Regions from separate parts of the Mus musculus genome. Here regions 1, 2, 3, 4, 6 and 7 are each linked to region 5. A link is a contact called in public Hi-C, HiChIP or PLAC-seq, Micro-C and promoter capture Hi-C data. All regions are on one chromosome and are shown on one strand. The core of a region is the stretch at or near the end of the contact, and the rest is flanking DNA. Distances in the headings are between cores, read along the strand shown.

The links. Promoter capture Hi-C pulls out the DNA fragments that hold promoters and counts their contacts. A called contact is a pair of places that touch in the nucleus more often than the background predicts. HiChIP or PLAC-seq counts read pairs in DNA pulled down with a chosen protein or histone mark.
Region 1: an H3K27ac HiChIP or PLAC-seq map of epiblast stem cells shows a contact between it and region 5, with 13 times the contacts expected there. The contact joins the enhancer-like site here to the promoter of Col1a2 in region 5. A contact is called at or near these places in 9 of 39 promoter capture datasets (3T3-L1-derived adipocytes, the HPC-7 cell line, cranial neural crest and 5 more) and 3 of 115 datasets of contacts at active chromatin or transcription factors (embryonic stem cells and epiblast stem cells).
Region 2: a contact with region 5 is called in an H3K4me3 HiChIP or PLAC-seq map of fetal liver, with 9 times the contacts expected there. The contact joins the promoter of Asb4 here to the promoter of Col1a2 in region 5. A contact is called at or near these places in 12 of 39 promoter capture datasets (the C10 cell line, the HPC-7 cell line, cranial neural crest and 7 more), 10 of 115 datasets of contacts at active chromatin or transcription factors (the NIH/3T3 cell line, craniofacial prominence, differentiating embryonic stem cells and 7 more) and 2 of 9 other capture datasets (adipose tissue and embryonic stem cells).
Region 3: a contact with region 5 is called in a promoter capture Hi-C map of the HPC-7 cell line, with 6 times the contacts expected there. The contact joins the enhancer-like site here to the promoter of Col1a2 in region 5. A contact is called at or near these places in 14 of 39 promoter capture datasets (the 3T3-L1 cell line, 3T3-L1-derived adipocytes, the C10 cell line and 10 more) and 1 of 9 other capture datasets (embryonic stem cells).
Region 4: a Hi-C map of uterus shows a contact between it and region 5, with 4 times the contacts expected there. The contact joins the promoter of Pon2 here to the promoter of Col1a2 in region 5. A contact is called at or near these places in 6 of 39 promoter capture datasets (the 3T3-L1 cell line, cranial neural crest, frontonasal cranial neural crest and 3 more), 1 of 484 Hi-C or Micro-C datasets (uterus), 2 of 115 datasets of contacts at active chromatin or transcription factors (astrocytes and bone marrow-derived macrophages) and 1 of 9 other capture datasets (adipose tissue).
Region 6: a contact with region 5 is called in an H3K4me3 HiChIP or PLAC-seq map of craniofacial prominence, with 6 times the contacts expected there. The contact joins the enhancer-like site here to the promoter of Col1a2 in region 5. A contact is called at or near these places in 12 of 39 promoter capture datasets (the 3T3-L1 cell line, 3T3-L1-derived adipocytes, the C10 cell line and 7 more) and 6 of 115 datasets of contacts at active chromatin or transcription factors (cardiomyocytes, craniofacial prominence, embryonic limb bud and 1 more).
Region 7: a Micro-C map of embryonic stem cells shows a contact between it and region 5, with 2.5 times the contacts expected there. The contact joins the promoter of Calcr here to the promoter of Col1a2 in region 5. A contact is called at or near these places in 10 of 39 promoter capture datasets (cranial neural crest, embryonic stem cells, frontonasal cranial neural crest and 5 more), 1 of 15 datasets of contacts at CTCF or cohesin (stem cell-derived epiblast-like cells), 2 of 484 Hi-C or Micro-C datasets (both in embryonic stem cells) and 1 of 9 other capture datasets (adipose tissue).

The regions. Positions count from the first base shown.
Region 1 is chr6:3,558,410-3,561,813 of GRCm38.p6, forward strand. All of the region lies in intron 16 of Vps50 (VPS50 EARP/GARPII complex subunit), which reads left to right. Among named protein-coding and RNA genes, the nearest start is that of Gm52885, 10 kb to the right of the region's middle. Within about 2 kb of position 1,847, at least 23 of the 459 cell types and tissues checked have an H3K27ac peak or open chromatin away from gene starts, as enhancers often do. A contact at or near this core is called in embryonic stem cells, epiblast stem cells, second pharyngeal arch cranial neural crest and 1 more, where this site is marked.
Region 2 is chr6:5,388,365-5,391,681 of GRCm38.p6, forward strand. It overlaps Asb4 (ankyrin repeat and SOCS box-containing 4), which reads left to right and starts at 2,046. Exons shown (of 5, transcript NM_001355662.1): 1 at 2,046-2,431. The coding sequence starts at 2,245.
Region 3 is chr6:3,618,641-3,622,225 of GRCm38.p6, forward strand. No RefSeq gene overlaps it. Among named protein-coding and RNA genes, the nearest start is that of Gm52885, 50 kb to the left of the region's middle. Within about 2 kb of position 1,976, at least 24 of the 459 cell types and tissues checked have an H3K27ac peak or open chromatin away from gene starts, as enhancers often do. A contact at or near this core is called in the HPC-7 cell line, where this site is marked.
Region 4 is chr6:5,296,138-5,299,668 of GRCm38.p6, forward strand. It overlaps Pon2 (paraoxonase 2), which reads right to left and starts at 2,203. Exons shown (of 9, transcript NM_183308.3): 1 at 2,075-2,203. The coding sequence starts at 2,148.
Region 5 is chr6:4,503,977-4,507,289 of GRCm38.p6, forward strand. It overlaps Col1a2 (collagen, type I, alpha 2), which reads left to right and starts at 1,642. Exons shown (of 52, transcript NM_007743.3): 1 at 1,642-1,933. The coding sequence starts at 1,864.
Region 6 is chr6:5,108,898-5,112,132 of GRCm38.p6, forward strand. It overlaps Ppp1r9a (protein phosphatase 1, regulatory subunit 9A), which reads left to right. Exons shown (of 16, transcript NM_001363809.1): 8 at 2,103-2,156. Among named protein-coding and RNA genes, the nearest start is that of Gm46949, 43 kb to the right of the region's middle. Within about 2 kb of position 1,689, at least 212 of the 459 cell types and tissues checked have an H3K27ac peak or open chromatin away from gene starts, as enhancers often do. A contact at or near this core is called in craniofacial prominence, embryonic limb bud and embryonic stem cells, where this site is marked.
Region 7 is chr6:3,762,268-3,765,549 of GRCm38.p6, forward strand. Calcr (calcitonin receptor) reads right to left here and starts at 1,356. Exons shown (of 16, transcript NM_001377018.1): 1 at 1,324-1,356; 2 at 955-1,141. Gm33576 (a long non-coding RNA gene) reads left to right here and starts at 1,532. Exons shown (of 4, transcript XR_377297.1): 1 at 1,532-1,789.

The DNA.
Region 1 (3,404 bases), core at 597-3,096, 950 kb before region 5:
TGCTTATACTTACACCATACAAAGACCCAACAAAGAAAGAGAACTTCAGACCAATCTCCCTTATGATCATTGATGCAAAAATATTCAATAAAATTCTTGCCAACTGAATCCAAGAACACATCAAAACGATCATTCACCACGATCAAGTAGGCTTCATGCCAGGGATGCAGGGATGCTTCAGAATATGGAAATGCACTCTATAAATAAACTCAAAGAAAAAAAAACCACATGATCATTTCATTAGATGCTGAAAAAGCATTTAAAAATTCAGCACCCCTTCAAGTTAAAAGTCTTGGAAAGATCAGGAATTCAAGCCCACACCTAGACATAGTAACAGCAGTATACAGCAAACCAGTAGCCAGCATCAAACTAAATGAAGAGAGACTTGAAGCAATCCCACCTAAATCAGGGACTAGACAAGGCTGCCCACTCTCTCCCTATCTATTTAATATAGTACTCGGAGTTCTAGCTAGAGCAATTAGACAACAAAAGGAGATCAAGGGAATACAAATTGGAAAGGAAGAAGTCAAAATATCACTATTTGCAGATGATATGATCATATACTTAAGTGACCCCAGAAATTCCACCAGAGAACTCCTATACCTGATAAACAACTTCAGCAAAGTGGCTGGATTTAAAATTAAATCAAATCAGTAGCCTTCCTCTACTCAAAGGATAAACAGGCTGAGAAAGAAATTAGGGAAACAACACCCTTCACAATAGTCACAAATAATATAAAATATCTTGGTGGAACTCTTAACTGAGGAAGTGAAAGATCTGTATGACAAGAACTTCAAGTCTCTGAAGAAAGAAATTAAAGACCTTAGAAGATGGAAAGATCTCCCATGCTCATGAATTGGCAGAACTAATATAGTAAAAATGGCCATCTTGCCAAAAACAATCTACAGATTCAATGCAATCCCCATCAAAATTCCACACAATTCTTCATAGTTTCAGGGCTTCTTAGGCGCATGTGCAGAGCCTGCTTTTCTTTGATGAGGCTATACTGTGTTGTCAGAACTGGAGAGAAGAGGCTCAGGTTCTTGCCCTGTAGTGTGCCAACTCTCAGGTAGTGGGCAGCTGTGCAACCTCTCAGGGCTGTGACTGGACCAGTTGTAAAGTGAGGTGGCTGGGACTGGCCTCCATAACTGTTGCTTTCCCAGTTATCCTTTCTTCTTGCTACATTTTATGTAACAAAGACTATCACAGGTGAAACAGCAAAAAGTGGTTGTTGCGGATTTTTCCCCTAATGTTTAAACCAAAACCTAGACCTTTGTAGTTTATTTATTGAGTATAACATTTCTAATGGTTGTCACTTAGAAAGTGTTCACAAAAGCCACTTGGGAGCAGTTCCTTCAAAGGCAAGATTAACTTGACAGGCAGCTCAGCAACAGTACCAGTGTGCACACCTGTATTGACTAAAATTACTCGAGACAGGCTCTATTATATGCCTGTTTTTTTTCCACCAAATTGTACTTCATAAACACAGAAAAAGTGTTCAAGCTTCAGCACCAATCCTTTTTTCAACATGTGTCATGATAGCAAAGACACCTTATTATCTGGGAGGCACTAAATACCATCACAAGTTAAGAGGAAGGCAGTGGCAGAGATTTCACTGAGACACAAGACAAGTTTGTCTGCGTGGAAAAGCAGTGTGAAGGGCAAGGCAGGGAGTGCTGCAGCCAGGAGGCTGCAGGGAGTGCTGTGGCCAGGAGGCTGCAGGGAGTGCTGTGGCCAGGAGGCTGCAGGGAGTGCTGCGGCCAGTTGGAGCAAGAACAGCTCTCTAGGTTCCCCTACACCAGTCTGTGTGTGTAACAGTGCAGACTGCTGCCATGTTTTACTTCCTGCCGCCAGAGCTTTAAGGCACTCAGTTTGTGGTGATTTGCGCAGGGAACTAGCCTGCAGACAGAAATTGCTTCCTTCTGTGGTAGCAATGTTTAACATTTGGTTCTGTGGTGACTTTAACATTTTGAGAAACGGTGGAACTGTTTTCTAACCCATTAGTCACCACTGTCTTACATTTGTAGTGGTATTGTATGGGGCTTCTAGCTTTTCCACGCACTTGCTTAGCTTTCTCTCTTTTTGTTTGTAACTGTCCTAGTAGATGTAAGTGGTATTTTGTTGTGGCTTCAATATGCATTTCCTTAATGAATAAAGATGCTGCTAGCTTTATGTGTGCTTATTAGCTCTTTGTATATCTTCTGTGCGGAAGTATGTCTAAAGCTTTTCCCAGTCAGGCTTTAACTGAAATCTTCCTTTCAGTTCTCAAGTGTCTATTTGTTTCTTGGCTTTAAAAATGATTGTATTTATTCAAATAAAGTCTATGTTACTCAGGCAGCGCAGGACCTAGGATTGATAATTCTTCTGCTTCAGCCTTGTGAGTGGTATAGCTACAGGCATATATCTAACATGATGTCTGGCCTTTTTGTTATCATTGAAACTATTTGAAATACATAACTTGAAGTTGGTAGTGATGATACCTCCAACAGAGCCAGTTCCTGGCTCTTTTGTGTTTCCATATGAAATTTAAGATTTGTTTCAATTTCTGTGAAAAATTTCGTTGGAATTTTCATAGGGTTCTGTTGAACCTGTCAATTACTTTTGATAGGATGACCATTTTCACAATATTAATTCTCTTAAGCCGTGGGCATGGAGCATCCTTCCATCATCTGGGATGTTTTCAGCTCCTTTGTTCATCATCTTAACTTTTTTCATTGTACAAAGTATTGTTCACTGCTTGGTTATGTGTATTACAAAATTTCAGGGGGATGGAGATAGTAAATTTCACCGTTCTGTCCTTGATTCTTTCTCAGTGTTTTTGTAATTCATATATATATGATAGCCACTAATTTTTTAAGTGTTTATTTTGTAGCCTATAACTTTGTTGAGAATATTGATCAGCTGTAGTCCTTGCTCAGTTAATCCCAATATTTAGAGCTGTTCCTCTTTTAGGTCCATCTGTTTTCTCTTCATCTTCAAATCTTGGTTTCTTAAAAAGTCTAGATTTTGTTTTAGCATGGTAGCAACAGCTAATGAAATACTGGCCTTTTATTCAAATAGAAATAAAGTTTTGTTTCTCTGCATCTTCCTATATAATGTCATGATGACTTAAGACATAAAGTGAGACCAGTAGTATAAAAAACGTCCATGAAATGTGGGCAGTTAGTGGAGTATCCAGAGTGTGAGTGTACTCTGGGCCCTTAGTTGGGTATCTGATGTGGGCGGTTTCTGGAGAATCTAATGTGGGCCTTTAGTGGAGTATCTTGACTGTGAGTGTACTGTGTGCAGTTAGTGGAGAGTCTGATGTGAGCGATTACTGGAGTATCTCGACTGAGTGTACTGTACTGTGTGCGGTTAATGGAGTATCTGGAGTGTAAGTGCTGACCCGCCAAGTGTTAAGTGCA
Region 2 (3,317 bases), core at 796-3,295, 880 kb after region 5:
TATAAAGAGACTGCTATGTATTTGGACCATATTAAACATATCTGTCTGGAATAAAATTAAATTGCCCTTTACTTAATTGCCAAGCAAAGTAGGGGTGGGGGTATCTGTGAAGGGGATCAGATCCATGTAATTGTCACAAGACACATTCTGTGTGAAATTCAAAGAAGTTTGTAACTTTGTGAACAAAATCCATTTGGACAAGTGATGGAGAAGATCCTAAGCCATTAACACACAAAAGTCTACTTCAGTGGGGATTCTTGTATGTTTTTCTCATTGATACATTTCCAGTGTTCTGAATAAGTGACTTGTCATACACTAAGCACCACTAAGTATTTGCTGAAGAAGGTATCTGGGGCTAAGTTCAGGCAAGCCTCTCAGAAGAGTCTCCAATATATGTTCAACAAAAGCAAAAGGTCTTAACAGTGTCCTGGGGTCTAGAGCCAGGGCTGAGCAGACAGAAGGTCCCTGTCTCTTCGTTTCCGTGTCTCTTGATCATCTCACCCTTGCTGGAGCCATCATTTTGAAGTATGTATCTAAAATTTAAATGAGTAAACTATTAAAATTTCAAATAAAAGTTCTTTTAAAAAGTATGTAGAACTGACCCTCAGTGTTGGAAGTCATGGTAGTGGGTGTTGGCAGATTGACTCTCCCGTCTAAGAGTGTGTGAGGGGGTTCTGGTGGGCTTACAACTACTCTGTTGGGTCTGGGTGTTGAATGTGAAAATTGTTATGATTTGGTAAGTTCTGTGCTCAGGACTGGCCAGTTTTGTATATTTACGTTCCACATCAGTACATCAAGTGAAAGGGTATGCTGATTCGCAGTTGCGTTTATAGACATATTTGTTATTGAAAAATTTAAAAAATTCACACTGCAAGTACTGCAGGGATTTTTTTATATCATTTTTCTGAACCTATCCATGATATGTAAATTGCAGCTAATTTGTATACTAGTTAGCACTTGATAATTTTCTGACATTAAAGACACTAATAAGTAAAATTAAGTCTTCAGTTTTGTCTCTAACTTTTTCTGTTGAAAAACTAACAGGGAGAAATTTTAATAATAAAAACTAGCAGGTAACTGCATATTGCCCATGACAGTAACCAGCTGCTTAACTTTGGGCCACATTTGTTCCCTGTGTTCTCTCTGTCTCTGTGCCTCTTGTCCCTTGCTCTCTGTCCTATTTACATGTCTGAACTGTTTTAAAACAAAAGTGTTAAAGACCTTGGATGGAGTTAGCTCAGTAATAAAACACAAGCTGTGTGAGTCCCTGGGTTTGATCCCTAGCAAACACACACACACACACACACACACACACACACACACACACACACACACAAGCACTATGTAAACAGACAGAGGATGTGTGAGACAGTGTGCTAATTGATTAGGCATTGCTTTAATTGAGGACAAACAGGATTCTTTTACAGAACCCAAATACCTGACTCACATTTTCAAATCAATAAGCTCATAGTAGAAAGTAAGATCCAGCTTGTATTTGTTTTTGTAATTTGTTCAAACATGGCTTTTTTTTTTAACTGACTTGAGAAATAAAATGCAGGGTTCAATAAAGTCCACTCACTTGTTGCATTGATTTTCTTGTTTCTTCAGGTTCTTTTTTTCCCCTAAAATGACCCCCCCCCATCATCTCACTACCCCGCCCTGCTTTTCTCATAATATTGAAAAATTTTTAAGTGTAGGTTACTGACAAACCTTCTGTTTGTTTTTAGATGTGCATAATTAGGCTCGATTTTACAGGCTCATTTCACAAAATCATTAAAGGTTTTCAGTAGCACGTGTATCAACAACAGAAACAAATTCTCATTTGGGGCTATTAGTTAGTCAGACTAAGATACTGCGGCTCCAGCCAGGCGCCAGATGTTTTTTGTTGAGGAGAAAACATAAAGAGAATTAAGAGCTTTGTAAATCTTACACTTTCACTTTGGTCTTGTAAGAAATAATTGTGACATTTCATGCTCGGAAATGTGTCACAGAAGCCTTCCTGCTTATCGACTCCACGTAGAGCGGAAGGGACCCGCTTACGTATCTCCAGTTTAAAGGACCTGAGAACTCAGGGAGAGTCTGGGAGGATATTTTGAAGTTTGAAATGATCCCTATATAAATAGAACGGGTCAGCATAACTTTGGGATAAAATTAGCCGGCAGTTTGTGGACTCTCCAGCCTTGCCTGTGTGCTGGGTGCTGCTCTCCTGATAAATCATTGCTCCGCTTCCACAGGGCTCCGAGGATGGACGGCATCACTGCCCCTATCAGCAAAGCTGGAGCTGCCAAATTAGTTAAGAAAGATTTCCTGGAGGCTCTAAAAACAAATGACTTCGGAAAACTGAAGGCTATTTTAATCGAGAGGCAAATAGATGTGGACACAGTGTTTGAAGTTGAAGATGAGAACATGATTTTGGCATCTTACAAACAAGGTAAAAGAATTGGAGAGGTGTAATTGTGAAATTGATACAAAATGGATTTTTAGGTCAGTAGGTCAGCTTTTGTCTTTAAAGCAGTCGTTCTTATTGTTTAAGTGTTTGTTTAGACAGTATTTCTTATTTTTAAAAATCTTCCCTTCCCTTTTAAAAATCAGAGCGCATTTGGGGGTGATTTTCATAGATCCATACAGATTTTTGTCTATGTATTTCTATTTATTGCTCTTTGCCATTCTTGCGCCTGGAATTTGGGACCCTGGGAGGTTGTATTTGTCATGCACGGTGTGTGGGGGACTTCCCTTGTGACTGTGTTGGTACAGAATAAAGAAAAGCCTCTAGGCTCTGCTTAAAGACGCTGAGATCTCTGTGTGACAGTGTGGTTCTCGGTCAGGCTGCTGATTCTTTCCTAACAACCACTTACAGATATATCACCTCCGTGTCCCTGTGAATGAGAAAGGGGACCTTCTTTTCCATTTAGAGAGTTAATGAATGGCGAAAGATGCGCCAGGGGCACTTCGATGGTCTGCATCGGTTTAATGGGTTTCAGTGCAGGAACAAAAGCTGAACTCTAAACACCACAAAGTTAACTTTTATTTTTCTTTTCTGCTTGGCTGCAATAGTAGAGAAAAAAATTGAAAAATTAAAATTCAGAATCTCTGCTTTGTCCAAAAAAAAAAAAATAGGAAATCAAAAATTATAACAAAATTCTTTAAGTCTCCCCCTCCCCTGGAACTCCTCTTTAATAAATCAGAACAAGATTAACACACTCATTCTGATTTCTCAAATCAACTAGATAATGGGAAAACTTCAATAGTTAGACCGTTTGGCGAGCATACTGCAAAGAAAGACTCTATTTACCTTCACTGCTGCCTAGAGAAAATAT
Region 3 (3,585 bases), core at 726-3,225, 890 kb before region 5:
TGGAATCACCATGCCTGACCTAAAGCTGTACTACAGAGTAATTGTGATAAAAACTGCATGGTACTGGTATAATGACAGACAAGTAGACCAATGGAATAGAATTGAAGACCCAGAAATGAACCCACACACCTATGGTCACTTGATCTTTGACAAGGGAGCAAAAACCATCCAGTGGAAAAAAGACAGCTTTTTCAACAAATGGTGCTGGCACAACTGACAGTTATCATGTAGAAGAATGCGAATTGATCCATTTCTATCTCCTTGTACTAAGGTCAAATCTAAGTGGATTAAGGAACTCCACATAAAACCAGAGGCACTGAAACTTATAGAGGAGAAAGTGGGGAAAAGCTTTGAAGATATGGGTACAGGGGAAAAATTCCTGAATAGAACAGTAATGGCTTGTGCTGTAAGATCAATAATCGGCAAACGGGTAAATTGCAAAGCTTCTGCAAGGCAAAAGACATCGTCAATAAGACAAAAAGGCTACCAACAGATTGGGAAAGGATCTTTACCAATCCTAAATCAGTAGGGGACTAATATCCAATATATATAAAGAACTCAAGAAGATGGACTCCAGAAAACCAAATAACCCCATTAAGAAATGGGGCTCCTAGCTAAACAAAGAATTCTCACCTGAGGAATATGAATGGCTGAGAAGCACCTGAAAAAATGTTCAACATCCTTAAGCATCAGAGAAATGCAAATCAAAACAACACTGAGATTCCACTTCACTCCAGTCAGAATGGCTAAGATCAAAAATTCAGGTTACAGCAGATGCTGGCAAGGATGTGGAGAAAGAGGAACACTCCTCCATTTCTGGTGGGATTGCAAGCTGGTACAACCAGTCTGGAAATCAGTCTGGTGATTCCTCAGAAAATTGGACATAGTACTACTGGAAGATCCAGCAATACCTCTCCTGGACATATATCCAGAAGATGTTCCAACTGGTAATAAGAACACATGCTCCACTATGTTCATAGCAGCCCTATTTATAATAGCCAGAAGCTGGAAAGAACCCAGATGTCCTGCAACAGAGGAATGGATACAGAAAATGTGGTACATTTACACAATGGAGTACTCCTCAGCTATTAAAAACAATGAATTTATGAAATTCCTAGGCAAATGGATGGACCTGGAGGGCATCATCCTGAGTGAGGTAACCCAATCACAAAAGAACTCACACAATATGTACTCACTGATAAGTGGATATTAGCCCAGAAACTTAGAATACCCAAGATATGTATCAAAAGATGGCCTAGTCGGCCATCACTGGAAAGAGAGGCCCATTGGACTTGCAAACTTTATATGCCCCAGTACAGGGGAATGCCAGGGCCAAGAAGTGGGAGTGGGTGGGTAGGGGAGTGGGGGGGGGTGACTTTTGGGATAGCATTGGAAATGTAAATGAAATAAATACCTAATTAAAAAATAATAGATGGAAGTCCATGGAGGAGAGTTCTATTAAAAGAGAGAGAGAGAGAGAGAGAGAGAGAGAGAGAGAGAGAGAGAGAGAGAGAGAAAGAGAGGAAGAGAAGAGAAGAGAAGAGAAGAGAAGAGAAGAGAAGAGAAGAGAAGAGAAGAGAAGAGAAGAGAAGAGAAGAGAAGAGAAGAGAGGAGAGTGTCAGGTTCCCTGGGGTTGGAATTACAGTCAGTTGTGAGTTGACTGACATGAGTTCTGGGAACTGAACTGAGTTCCTTTGCAAGAGCACTAAATGCTCTTAACCACGGAGCCATTTGTACCAGACAAATTAATCTGTCTGATGTGGAAAGCAGCCATCACAGCCCAACTCTCTGCAGAGAAGCGGTAGTATGCTGACTTAACTTACCCGAAAAGAAATGTTCTCTATTAGCCAGCGAATAAAAGCAAAACAAAAAGGGAGGTGTTACTTGATTGTTTACACTAGCATTGTCATCAGGATGCTGTGTTCATTATGAGGCTACGTGATACCACCTTGACATGGATGTACTGGGAAGATGTGTAAGGCTACATGCAACAGAGTATGACTAAAATGTGATCTTGCTACTCCAAGCTTGAAGGTACACTGCGTTGGTTTCGGTTTCTCTGGTCGCCTGTGGTTTCCACCATGACCACTAGGTGGCAGCTGTGGCTCCAAGCTGAAGAATGTCTAGGGACAAAAGCTGGAAATTACTGTTACCGAGGAAGAAGCCCCTTCCAGATCTTTCGGTTATGGCTTGGATATGAAGTGTCCTTCCTAAGAGGCTGTGTTGAAGTCTTGGCTCTGGTCTGATGTTCTTACTGAGAGGTAACTGAATTACAAAGACACTAACTCCATTAATGGGTGAGTCTGTTGATGAGTACACAGCGGAAAGGGCTTCCCAACTTGGACACGTTACATAGTTACATAAACCCTTGTGTCTCCACACCCTTGTGTCTGTGTCTCAAATGGCTCAATAGAGACCCAAACCTCTCCTGTCATATGCCAGATTGCTCAAGTAAGTCAAGAGAACTCCAGATTTAAGGAGAACTGTGCTGTAATTTAGGTATCTATGAAAAACAATGGCTTTACTACCTTGGTACGCTATAGGGAGAGTTGTCAGGAGGTAGATCCTTACACAGCAGTGGAGCAAGGCACACTGTCTCTGTTCCTGGAGCTCAAAATAACGGAGTAGGGAATTTTGGGCAGGAAGTAAGTCTGGCTACTTAATTTAAAATATATATTTTTATTTTATTTTATTTTATTTTATTTTATTTTACTTGGTTTGTTTTCAAGGTAGAATTTCTCTGTGTAGCCCTTGGCTGTACTGGAATCTGTAGACCAGGCTGGCCTCGAACTTAGAGATCTGCCTGTCTATGTATCCTGAGTTCTGAGATTGAAGGCATATACCACCACCACCACCAGCACCACCATCATCTCTCTCTCTCTCTCTCTCTCTCCCTCTCTCTCTCTCTCTACCTCTACCTCTACCTCTATCTCTCTCTCTCCTGTGCACTAAAAATTATGATTGGCATGCCTTTTTAATAAATGCATATGACTATTCTGGACTATTAAGAGCAAAACATAAATAAAAAATAAATAAAAAATAAAAAGAAGGTGAGAACTAAAGTTATTCTTAGGTTTCCATAAAGCTTTGTGCACACATATATATGGGCATGCACACAGACATAGGAACATACCCACCCACCCACATACACACACACACACACACACACACACACACACACGATCCTGATAGAATTTTTTTCCCTAACAGTGTATCAGGATGGCCATCTTCACCTGTTCACCAGCCAAAATTCCAAAGATGGAAGAGTGATGAGACAAGTTGACTTTTGAAAATGCCCAAAATGCATCCTTAAGTTTGCATTGATATACTTTCTCCTGATGAAGCACATCAAGACTATGAGTTCTGTGAACTTAAAAAAAAAAATACACGCACGCACACACACACACACACACACACACACATATATATATATATATATACACACACAAAGAATGTGAAAAACACTTTATTGCCTGTAGTTTTAAAATGCTACCGCCTTTGCCCAGGACTGGACCATGCTCTGGCCCCTCCCAGCTTCCCCTTTGTTCTACCTGGCTTAGCTCTGGGATTGGCCACTTTACCTGT
Region 4 (3,531 bases), core at 953-3,452, 790 kb after region 5:
AAACCAGGAAAGGGGATAACATTTGAAATGTAAATAAAGAAAATATCTAATGAAAAAAAAATAAGAACAGTAGTTACTCAAGGATAAGGCCGAGCCATTGGCGGCAGCGAGACTGGCCAAAGGGCAGAATGGTCTGATTAGAAGACAGGCAGTGCAGTGACGTGAGCTAATAGTAGTGTATGCTTCAAACCAGGAAGAAAGAATGCTTAACATTCTCATCTCAAAGAAAAAGCAAGTGCTTACGGTGACTGCTGTGGTAATCACTGCAGATCTCGTTATATATAACACCTTAGCCCATAAGTATGTGTGTTTATTATTTATCGATTAAAAACAAAGGCTAGCCCGACCCATCCAATGTGTGGAGAGTCTACAGGAGCAGAAGCATTTCCGTGCCATGACAATGAAGCCACATTGCCATTCCCTGGCACAGGCATAAGGCTGACTTTCTCCCTGTTGCAGTGCTCCCACCATGTCCACTTCTCACAGGGCCTTCTTCTAAGTGAAGCTGCAGCTATGGGACACTGGAATTGCCTTGCAAGATGTGCTATACTTTGATTTGACTCTCATTCTTGGGGATGCAGTCTGGGTCTCCTTTATCATTCCCAAAGTGCTTTCCCCATGCCTAGTCCAGCATCTCTCAATGCTTAATGCATACTGTACAAGAGGATTGCTAAGAGAGGGGTGTGCTTCGTGTTGTGATTTTGTAGTGTGGTGCTGGGGCTAGAATCCCAAGCTTCGTGCATTCTGGGCAAGTGCTCTGTCCCTGAGCTACACTGCACATTATTAGCAAAGATATAAACGTTAAAAATAAAAAAAAAAAAGATAAAAGGAAGAAAGAAGAGGAGAGGGGAGGAGAGGGGAGGAGAGGAGAGGAGAGGAGAGGAGAGGAGAGAAGAGAAGAGAAGAGAAGAGAAGAGAAGAGAAGAGAAGAGAAGAGAAGAGAAGAGAAGGAAATCTGACTGTCATGCTGGCGTGTGCCTATAATAGCAGAAGTCAGGAGACCAAAGAATCCTGAGTTTTGAGACCAGACTGAGCTTCAAAACAGAGGATACACAGTGAGACTTCGTCTCAAAACCAAGAATTCATTTAAAATTTAGAAAAGCACCCAAAACCCAAGGCCGATGCCCTATCAGAACCAACTGAATTAGAATGTTTCACATGGTGCTACTTGGACGTCAAGACTCCGGGAGATCCCAATATCCAGGCCCCGTTGCTGTGCCCTTCGGGCTTATTTGTACAATGCAAGACTCATAGCAGTTTGCTGCTAAACAACCAATGAGTGCCGGCGCTTCCCTTTTGCCTATTAGAGAGAGGCCCAGTGTGAAGCACACCCTTCAGACTTGCCCGCCTTCCTCATCTGAGTCTACGTTGCCTCCCAGAACGCCTACAGAAGACTGTCTTTTCTCTTTAACCCTATAAGGAGCTGAGTACTACTGTTCCGGAACACTTTTGCAAGAAGTTTATAAAGTTTGAATTGGTAACTTGAAAGTATGATGTCTACCCAGAACAAACAATCGCTCGCTCTGCTTCTGGGACTCTGGTCAATAAATAAGGAAATGATGTAAGAACAGTAGCTGTCTCTCTCAAGCGTCTTTGATCTCCAGCGCCAAGACGGAAACCCTGAAGTTTCACCAACTATTAATGCTGGGGAGGGATGGGTTCCGGCTGAGCAGAACAGCACCAGTGACCTAAAATGAAGCTGTATAATTAGAGCGTCCACGCATGAGTAATGGTTTTGTTTTCAAATTAAAGCACTGGGTTTGCCCTTGGGGAATTTGCAAAGCTCTCTCTTGTCAGCCTAGGCAGAGGAACCTCGGCACCAGCAAGCGCTGGAAAACTTTTTCCCAAAGTGTCTAGGTCTTGGTGGAAGTGGACTGGGTCGGTTAAACGGAGCACCGGTAGCTATCCGAAGTTCTTCCTTCCATCCGGTCCCCCCCCCCCCCCGAACTAAACAAGCTCTCTCTCCAGTTACCTCCCCCCCTCTCACCCCCTCCCACCCGCCGCGCGAGCGCCCCAATCAGCTCGGCGGTCCCAGCCTAGGGACTCCCGACCCGGGACCCTCGGCAGCACCTACCTGAGCGCTAGGAACCGCTCGCCCAGCAGCGCCAGCCCGATGCCCAGCAAACTCAGAGCCACCATCCGGCCCATGGTGCGGGACCGGCCCGCCGTCTGGCTCGGGCCTGACCGAGCAGCTCCGGACGCTGGGCCAGCTCCCCGCCCCGAGCGCGGAGCCGCGCCCGATCCCCGCCCCGAGCGCCGGCTCTGCAGCCCAGGCTCCGCCCGGCGCCTCGTCCTCGGAGCACATCCGCACATGCCCGCGTGGGAACCCAACTGAACTTGATTCCTTTCACAAACACCCCGCCAAGCCTCCGATCCTCGCGCAGCTGCACCTGCTCAGCTCCCTGAAAACTTTAGGGTGGCCTCTGCGGAGTTCCCTTAATTTAGTTAAGTTTGGGCTTGCTTTTTGCTGTTTTGGCCTGGTGTTTGAGGATACTTTCCCCCTCTGTTGTGTATAATTTTGGCTTTGAGAAGCTAGGAAACAAACTCAGGACTTTGTTCATATTAGGCTAGTACTGAGCCATATCTACAGTCATACACTAGTTTTGTTATTACACATACGTGTGTATAACATTTCTATATTTAAATATAAAATATATTTAGATAGTAATTATTAAACAACACAGAAAGTATATTATATATATATATGAAATCTATTAAAATTGTACTTTTAAATGTTCTTATTGTTTTGAACATAAGGTCTCATGTGGTCCAGGCTGGTAGGGAACTTCTGATCTGTCTACCTCCATATGCCAAGTTCTTGGGCCACTCAAGGCCCTGCCTAGAGTAATATGTTTTGCCTTAGTTCTTTATTTCATATGCATGGTTGTTTTGCTTGCATGTAAGTATATGCACCACATTCATGCCTGGTATCCACATAGGTCAGAAAAGGGTGCCCACTACACCAGGAAATACAGCCAGTGTTCTTAGTGCTGAGACATCTCTCTCGTTCAGACATTTTAAATATTCCTTTCCTTTTTTTTCTTCTTTTAGATGGGAAAAAAGTGGTTCTGGACAGGTCTTATATAAGAAGTTAGAGTTGGAATTACATCCTTTTATATTAAGATTTATAGCCAGGTGTGGTGACGCACACCTTTAATCCCTGCACTTGGGAGGCAGAGGCGGGTGGATTTCTGAGTTTGAGGCCAGCTTGGTCTACAGAGTGAGTTCCAGAACAGCCAGGGCTACACAAAGAAACCCTGTCTCGAAAAAAAAAAAACCAAAAAAAAAAAAAAAGATTTTAGACTAAAACACCACAAACTCGGGACTCACTGGAGTACTAATCAATTTTCTCTTCTTTCTCCCTTTTCATTTTAATACTTATTGATATACACTTATAAAAATATAAAGAGGGAGGGCACTCGTTGAGATTGCGACAGCTACTGGGTATAACTTGAAATCAGTTCCTAATTGTTCCCAGTGCTTAATTCCCACCTGCAATGTTTGCAGAAGCTACACAGTCAGTTCCCGGGG
Region 5 (3,313 bases), core at 392-2,891:
TTTAAAAAACAAAACAAACAAACAAAAAACCCAAAACTCTTTCTCATCTAGCCTAAAAGAGACTTGAACTGCTGGGGTGAGAGGAATTGGGGGAACCGGGAACCGCTCAGAAGAAAAGGGGGGAGGAGGGGAGGGATTGTGGGAGGAGGTGATCTGGAGGGAGGATTTAAAGTGAATAAGTAAGAATTAAATTAAATTTTTAAAAATGCTTGTCTCTCAAATCAGTGTTTTTCACAGGATTGAAATAACCTTATTGAAATGTTTATTCTCTTCTATTTCTAGCATTTTTTTTAATTTAGAAAGAGAAGCCAGTTAGCAATATCCAGAACCTTTTGCTTATAGCAGCTGCTGATGGAGCTAACCTACTTAGAAATTCTTCCTCACCGGGAAGTCGAAAGGGGGAAGGTTTCCCAAGGAGTTCGCCAGTTCCTTCTTCATGAACATAAAAATGGCCTAAAGATGCTGTGTCTGCTGTGACTTTGGGGACATAATGAGAGTCTGAATAGGTCTCTCCAGCCTCATGATGGATGCTCGGCAGGCCAAGAGGAGCCTGCGGCCCCGGGTAACTTGGAAGACTCCAAGAAACTTTGGGAAGGAGAATTTACTATGTCTCTGCCGCTGTCCTGGACAGCCAAAGTCTCCTACTCCAATTCTTCAGAGTCAAAGTCTCTTCCCAAGATGGGGAGAGATTGCATCTGTTCTGGAGGGGACAGCTTGGGATGTTAAGGAAGAGGTTGTATACGCCCTAGGGATGATGGGAGGTGTGAAGATGCAGGCAGGGGTGCCTGGCAGTGGCTGTGGAAGGGGTCATAAATAGGCAGCAAGGCCAAGAAGGCTGAGTGTTCACTGATCTGTTATCTGATCCAGGCTCGGCATCTGAGTCTGGCTGGTAATCCTTCATGGGGTCTGTACATGGGGCTGGAAATGGGGCTTAACCAAAGTAAATGTAATAATGCACAGTTTATCTCTTGATGCCTGCTCCCCTCATCAACGAGAGAGAGGGGGGTACAGACAGAGAGAGTCAGAGAGAGGATGGAGGAGGGAGGGAGGAAGGGAGGGAGGAAGGGAGGGAGGGAGGGAGGGAGGGAGGGAGGGAGGGAGGGAGGGAGGGAGAGACAGAGAGATAGAGAGACAGAGGAGAGAGGAGATTATGGGCACACAGGCCCCCCCAAACTGGGGAAATTAGGGGGCAGGGGTGGAGCCAACCCATGAGGGCAGCTCTAGAGCTCGCCACGCTGTCACCCTCCTCCCCTCACACCCCAGCCCCCTCCAGCCTGCAGATGGCCCGCAGGGCACAGAGTGAAGCGGGACTGGACAGCTCCTGCCTTTTCATCTTCGGCCTCCAGGTCCCTCAACACCTGCCCCGCCGCCCGGAGATCTGTAAAGAGCCCACGTAGGTGTCCTAAAGTGCTTCCAAACTTGGCAAGGGCGAGAGAGGGCGGGTGGCTGGGGAGGGCGGAGGTATGCAGACAGGGAGTCAGAGTTCCCCCTCGAAAGCCTCAAAAGTGTCCACGTCCTCAAAAAGAATGGAACCAATTTAAGAAGCCCCGTAGCCACGTCCCTCCCCCCTCGGCTCCCTCCCCTGCTCCCCCGCAGTCTCCTCCCAGCACTGAGTCCCGGGCCCCTAGCCCTAGCCCTCCCATTGGTGGAGACGTTTTTGGAGGCACCCTCCGGCTGGGGAAACTTTTCCCATATAAATAAGGCAGGTCTGGGCTTTATTATTTTAGCACCACGGCAGCAGGAGGTTTCGACTAAGTTGGAGGGAACGGTCCACGATTGCATGCCTGCGCCCGCCAGGTGATACCTCCGCTGGTGACCCAGGGGCTCTGCAACACAAGGAGTCTGCATGTCTAAGTGGTAGACATGCTCAGCTTTGTGGATACGCGGACTCTGTTGCTGCTTGCAGTAACTTCGTGCCTAGCAACATGCCAATGTAAGTGTCTTCTGCTTGTTTGGGGGAGATGAAGGAGAGAGGCTGGATAGGTGGGCACCCTTATCTCAACAGAGGGAAACTTCACACATTCATTCCACATACAGCTTGTGAGGTCGCCCTCTAATCTGTCGGAGAAAACACTAGGGTTCACGAGATACATGGGAAAAGAATGGAAATATGAAAGACTTGACTGTTGCCAAGAGTTGGGGGAAGTTTTTCCCTTAAAACTAGACTGTTAGCCCGGATGCCCCGGTTGGTGAAGCTCACAAAGAGGCAAAGAAGGTTGCCTCAAGATATAAACCTGGCTGACAGCATGAACGACTGAGAGGGCTCCACTCTTCAATTCCCAGAATTATGCCCGTGGTCACGTTGTGAAACTTGAGGCCTAGTTTAGAAAGCCCCGTAATAGAATAATACAAAACTCACAGGACTCCATTTTCTTGTGGGCGGCCGAGTTGCTCTGGATGACGTTGATGAAGATAATGATAAAAATACGCCCCCTGGAGGGGGTAAAGTGCAGGAACAGGGACCAGGCCTTAAGCGCTAGGAATTCCAATTAAAGACTTCCCAGGTCCATGGAGTAATTTACATTTCTGGGCCATATGTAAAGAACCCAGATGGTGTATCTTGAGAAGCGGGCTGCTTCGGCCTCAGCTTTTATCTTCTGAATAGTCAAAGCAGCGTCCCAATCCATTACCTGATCATGGAAATGGTAACTTTTAACTAAAATAAGCTCTGTTCACTTACACTTCAACAAGTTCCCACCTGTAATCACACACGAAAACAACAGATGTGAGAAATATCAACTTCGTCCTGAGATTCAAGAGCCTGGGGATTCTTCTCAGGAGTCTCTTACTCGTTTACCATGTGACTTCAAATGAATCAATTGGGCCTTTTTCTAAAATGTGGGGTATATACTAAATGTGCCAACTTCGAGGCTATTTTCCATTTCTAGGTTGTATAACTAACTAGAATTTCCTGAAGAAAGAATGAAGAAAACCACTTGGGTTTCATCTTTTAAAATGGCTGCCTAATTTAACTGGACAAAGATGTTGGCTTGATGAGTATTCAGGAGGGCGTGGCCACACCCAGACCTTCAGCTACACGCCCCACGTCTGCCACAGCCTAATTTTGAATGTGTATATATTCCTTTCATCCACTTTTATATACCCCTCGAGGATACTAAGAAGTAATTGCATTGTACAAATTAATGTTACAAGTTAATTTTATATGAAACCAGAGTAAGAGGGGATCCCCACAGAAAAATATAGTAGACTTAGGGAAGTAGAGATTTGAAGGTCAACATACATTTTATTCAACATCCAACCACTAAGAACAATAAAGGTTATCCAACACACATTGTCCAAAATGGCTCACAAA
Region 6 (3,235 bases), core at 439-2,938, 600 kb after region 5:
AAAAACACCTCCAGCTCCATTAGCTCCCTGCAGACAAAACAGGCCTCAGTCCAGTGCATAAACGATAGAAAAAAGTCTACACAGTGCAGAAACCGTTTCTCAGAGTTGTGTGTGAATTCCAGGCAGGCTGCCCTGGTGCCACGAGAGCCGATAATGTTGCTCTTATCTGATAGAAAATGTCTGGTTCTAGAGCACTCTTAAAACTCCCCTGCAAAGATAATATTTTTCACTTCCAAAATATTTTCCACGCCTGCACAGGCTAAGTGGAGTGCTGCAGGTGATGCTGACGAGGCTTCTGCCTGCCCCTTTCTGGTAGTCACACGTAGACATTTTGATTCAGTTACAGTTAGTCGTGTGCGTGTGCGTGTGCGTGTGTGTGTGTGTGTGTGTGTGTGTGTGTGTGTGCGCGCGCGCGTTCTTACTGAAAGCTATAAACAGAGCCCACACTCAGATTAGTTTAAACAACAGAGTAGATATTTTTGTTAGTAATGGATGGGAAAAAAATCATCCAGGCATATGAATTTGCTTTATTCTCTAAGAATATAATACCTCTGGAAAATAATTCCTTGTGGTTGTATATACATTTCCATGTTGTATATTAAAGAATATTCTTTTGTGGCTTTATTCTTGAGTGGCAGGTTATCATGGCTGTTTATTTGAGAGAGGTGTGTGGGGGGGTGTTATCTTTACAGCATCTTGCCTAGAGCCCCTCAGTAGATGCTTATAAAGTTCATCTTTAATTTTTTAGAGAAATGGCACAAGATCAGAACCTAGATATCCAAGATCTAATCCAGTTCTAGTGTTGGTTTTTTTTGTACAGTTAGGTTGATCATTTGCTCTGAGCCTCAGTTTCCCCACATCGCTGTACTCACTAAGGGATCAGGATTTCTGGTGAGCACAAAAGACCTCTGCCAGTATTTTTCACTGAGAAAGCTTGGTGTAGTTTCCTTGCCTGGCACACTCACACTTTGGGTATCTGCTAATGGCATCTGAGTGAGACGGACCACTAAGATTGTGGCATAAAACCAAGAAACCCAGATTCGGTACAGTCCTAACTCCGAAGTACTTTGGACAAAAAAAAAAGGGGGGGGGGTGAGATGGTGGGATGTGGTCTTCAGTAACTTTGTGGCAAACCAATTTAGGATTCAGCATAACCAAAAGAAACAGTGCCACCTGCATCACTTAGTGGCTGTGCTCAGCTGCAGAGCAGAAAATGTTCATGGGCTTGGCTGCAAAGTGTCTCCCTCCCCAGACCCTCCACTGGGCTGTTTGGACCTATAAAACCGGGAGAATTGGGAATTTCAAAAACATCCTTCCCATCAAAAACATCCAGAGAACAAATTGTGAACCTGTAAACTGTTTTCCCTAAATTCAAGGGTGTTTAGCCCTTAAAGAAATGAATGACCCCTAGAAGGAAAACAGTCGTGGTCGGGGAGGGAGTGGGGGCGGGGGAGTAAAGCAAACAAATGGCAAAGACCACTATTGTGTTGTAAAGAAAATGCTTTGGGGCTTGGAGTCTTTATACAGGTAGATCTTTTGGAAGGCAGAATTTTGAATCTGTACCTTTCCTGCGGTTAAAAAGGAACACAAACGGAAAACAAACCGGAGATTTCTGTGCCACTGCGTCCCACTCCTTCCTCTGCTGCAGAGCTGCTCTGCGGAATGTGAGAGCGACTCACAGAGCCACAGCGCCACCTTTCTGCACGATGTGGGAATGACTCTTCACACTGTGCGAGGCCTGTTGACTGGCTGGCTCAAGCCATTCTGTGGGCGAGCCTCAGGAAGGAAACAGCTCCTGGACGCTCAGATCGTAAAGGCAGAGCAGCAGAGGCCAAGAAATGAGTTTTCTTTTCTTTGGCCCCTTAGCAATTAAACTGGTAACTTAATCGGATATTAGGGACCGTGAGTCATAAACCCTATGTTTAATTAGTTTGCACCCACTGAGTCATTTTACATGCTAGACATTTGTAATTACAACCTGCTGCAATGCAGCAGGGTCCTGAGCATTTTTTTAATTGTGTCATAAGATATTCTTCTCGCTGCTGAGTCTTTAAAAATATAGAAACACTCTTAGTTGAGATGTTTTTCTTTTCAATTTTCAGTTGCAAATCAAACATGCAGTTACAGAAGCAGAGATTCAAAAATTGAAGACCAAGGTAAGCACCGCTCCGTGGTGTTTGAATTGTACTCTTTAAACTTCAGATACTCTGGGAGTAATGGATTTGCTCCCGTGCACTTGAGAGCATATTTCCATGAGATGGTCATTTCCAACATTAAGTACATCGATGGACCTGTCTTGAGACTGAGCATAACCGCACATAACCAGAGAAGGCCACAGGGCACTTGGTGTTTTAAGTAGATTTAAACTGTTTAGTCTCTCTGAAATTTCATTAAAAATAATATTTTTAATGGCTCAAGCATCTGTGTATTAATTTCTAAAATATAAGCTGGTATAGCAAATCTCCTTTCTGTCATTTACCTTATAATAATTTCAGCTAATTTACTGGAAGCAATGTATTGTTTTAATGTGGAACATTAATTTCTTTTTAGGAAAAACTTCCCATGTCTAAGAAGTAAAGTTATAAGCTCATTCTATGCATTGTGTAATTAATTTAGATTCAGCTGCTACTGGAAATCTTGAGATATACTCACTTCACATTATTTAAATTTGTTGAAGAGAAAAATATTAATAAAAGAAAATATTTTTAATCTCTATGAAATAGTGAGACATCAAAGGAAACTGTAAAATTCTTGTACAAGATACAGTTCTAGCTATTGTTGTTCATTTCTATCAAATGTATGTTTTCAGAGACTTAAAAATATCTTCAGTTGCTTTCAAACGATGCTGTATTGTTTCCATAGTCTTTTTAAAATTACAAAATAATTATTGCCTACGTCGAGTGATCTGTTTTCTGATTCACAGTGAATACATGCTTTGGGTTTTCCATGTGTTTTAAATGGAGATGAGTTAGCTGGTTAAATGGAGATGAGTTAGCTGGTTAAATGGAGATGAGTTAGCTGGTTAAGTGGAGATGAGTTAGCTGGCTACTTTGGTTAAGTGGCATTCCTGACTAATACGCTCTGGAGCTCTCTAGTCAAAGCTTATTTCAGCATCATTCATGGTGTCCGCGGCGCACCGTGAATTTTAAGTTTAAAGCTAGCAGGGCTGGTACCTAAACAACTGCTATAAAGCATTCATTAAAGATGCTGTAAAAAACCAAGCCCTTTTTATCTG
Region 7 (3,282 bases), core at 106-2,605, 740 kb before region 5:
CTCAAGGTAAGTGACCTCTTGACCTCTTAATTAATTAATTAATTGACCCCTAATTTACTTTATCCACCCTGTCTTAGAAAGAGCAGTAAAACAAAGGAGGCTTATTAGGAAACTATGTAAACAACAGATTTTTCTTAATAGGTGTGAAGAATGGTTGCTATGCATAAATGATTGTTGGAAATTCTGTGTAGAACATGACCAAACAAGCAACAGCATTCACCACTGTATTCCAAGACCCAGCACAACGCTGCCTAGATGCCCACATTCTTTAATTGATACCTATTAAACATCTATTAGGAAAAGCCACGACCTTAAGCCTAGAAATTGCTATACTCAGCAGTACAGGAGGCTAAAACTTTTGAGAGAAAATTCATATGAGTAATATCATAAAACACCCACAGAACCAGAGAGCTCCACAACACAAAGGTATAAACTATCACATCTTCCAATGACACTTTTTTTTCTTAAGCCATGGTAAAATGAAGCAACCGAGACTAAGCCGACCCTACAAGAACACCTCTAAACATCACAGTCAAACTACAATTTTGCAATAAAAAAAATCCACAAAGTATCAGCCAGTCAAACTACAATTTTGCAATAAAAAATTCACAAAGTATCAACCAGTCAAATTACAATTTTGCAATTAAAAAAACCCACAATGTATCAACCAGTCAAACTACAATTTTGCAATAAAAAAAATCCACAAAGTATCAGCCAGTCAAACTACAATTTTGCAATAAAAAATTCACAAAGTATCAACCAGTCAAGTCACAATTTTGCAATTAAAAAAATCCACAATGTATCAACCAGTCAAACTACAATTTTGCAATATAAAAAAAAATCCACAAAGTATCATTCTCACTATCATCTTTCCTGGGACACTCCACATCTTTAATTCCAATCATTCCCTCCAAAAAAGAAAAAAGAAAGGGGGAAAAAACCCCTTCTTCTTACCAGGAATTCTCTTGCTGGATGTCTGGGCACAGCTCAGGTGTTCTCAGGAACGCAGACTTCACTGGGCATCTGCAGGCAGGGGATGCCAACGGCAGGGTGAGGCGCAGAAGTAAGCACCTCTCCAACCAAGAGTTGTCTGCAAGCCAGCCAGGTGCAGTCCGCCCAGAGTCTTGGGCGGCTGGCTCTCCTAGTTTAAAGTGAGAGCAAACTGAATTAGTCCTAAGCACTCCTTCTTGTCCACCTTCCAATTTCCAGACCTTTAAGCCTCCTTTATGGGGTAGGTTTAAAGCCCAAGACTGCAAAGCAAAATAGGCTCCAGGCAAGGTCCTTTTCCCGGTTGCTCTGCTCCCCAAAGCGCGGGAGCCTCACCTTAGCAGTGCCTGCCGCTGCTCGCTCCGAGATGAAGCTGTGCGCAAACTTCTCCGACTTAAGTCCTTTTCGGTGCGCGCGTCACCCGCTCCCTCCTCCCTACGCGCTGCGGCCAAGGGGGGTGGTGGGGGGAGCGGACGATCTCAGAGCCGGCCCCGCCCGGACCCTCCCTGCGCGTCAGCCCCTTCAGCCCTCGGAGGGAGGGGCTAGCAGCCGCTCCGTGCTCCTCCGGACCCCAAGCCCCAGCGGGAGAGGGTCTGCACTCGCTGCCGCTGCTCCACACCCCAAGAGTCCCCACACCCCAGCGCTCGGAGCTCCAGGAAGCGGGAGAGGGTCCCCAGTTAGACCTTGAGTAGGGAGGGAGTTGGGTGGTCGACAGATTGGGCTCAGTGATCGTAACCCGTCCCTGGAGGCAGCTTTCTGAGAGTCCAACCCCTTCCCTGGAGGATGAAAATTCCGTAGGGAGGTGAGTTTCCCAAAGAACCCTACCCCAAAGAGAGTGGTCCCTGGCTCCAAACGTGGTCACTCAGGTGACCGCACCAGGGACCCGATGGAGAGTGGAATCTGTAGTGGGGCGCGGCAGTAAAATTAGGGTGGGAGCGTGAGAAAACAGCTGACCAAGACCTGGAGTGCTGAGTAAGGACCCCGGAGGCAGAGGGTAAGAAAAACCAGAGGGTCCAGCAAGCCCTGGACCCCTTTGGATTTGGGCAGGTGCAACCTAAGGTGCAGGTTGGATTTGGGGGGACATTGCCCTCCACAAAAGAGGTTGTTGCTGGTTTATTATCTTAGGGTGAATGACCGAAGTGAGCACAGCTAGAAAAGAGTAGTCTGAGGTACCTACCTGACTTGGTGTTGAGGACAATTCCCCTTCTCCACTGAAAGCCAGCAGGAGCCCGGGACAATCTGATTCCAGGCGGGCGCAGTCTGGGCTGGCAGGCGCACCCTGGGAGGAAAGCAAGTTGCTTCCAAGGACGGGCTATCCTCCACCTCCTATCCGGAGCTGGGTGCAGCCAGGCATCAGCGGGCACTTCTTTTCCTGACTGTTCAAGCAAAAGCCAGGAAAAGCAGTTACCTGTGTATCCCGGGAATGCAAAGTGGCTGTAGCCCTCGAGGTGACTAACACACCAGAAAAAAAAAGTAGTAATAATAGAATGGGGAAGCGTCAGAGAGCAAGACAAAATACTTTCCTAGGCACTCAGAGGTTGAGTTTGGGTAGTTCTGGGTGACAGATTCAGGTGTCTTGTGAAAGGGGCTGCAGTTCTCCTTGTTCATCCATCCTTGGATCCCTTGCCCCTGAAGTCAGTGACTTCAGGCAAAGGTGTATGTGCTTCTGTCCTAATTTGAACCCCTACTCGACTCTTCCATGCAGAGAGACTATAGGGGCCCCTAATCTGTTTAGTTTGGGGCTTTTATTGCCCCAGTGGAAGACAAGTCAGCTGTACGATTTCCATGGGGGTCTTAATAGGTCTTAATAGGTCTTAATAGGCCCCCTACTCCATTTGCTCTCTGCCTTTCCCTCTCACCTTCAACCGGGTGACCAAGAGGGCCGAGTGAGACTCATACAATCAAACCTAAAGCACTACTCCACTGCAGGGGAAGAGCCTTTAGCCCCTTCATTTTCTGGATTGAAGTGGCAGTAATAGTTGGCCGTGTGAAATGTGACAAGGGGCCAGACATTCGGGTGAGAGGGATGTTAGCAAAGAAAAATGCAGAGCAACATGCACAAAACCTGTATGTGAACCTTCCTATTTGTACAATTAATTTGGGCTAATAAAAAATCAAAAGAGATCCTCTAAATTCACGATTTAGATGTAAATCCTGGCTGTGTGCTTTAACATCTGTCCTGGGTTCAGTAGCTCTCTGATTTTCCAGCTGCTGCTAGCCAGCCGGCAGCTGATCAAACCTTCTTTTTAAAAATTCTTTTGGTAACCTTAATTGCCTTCATGGGTACAAACGGCA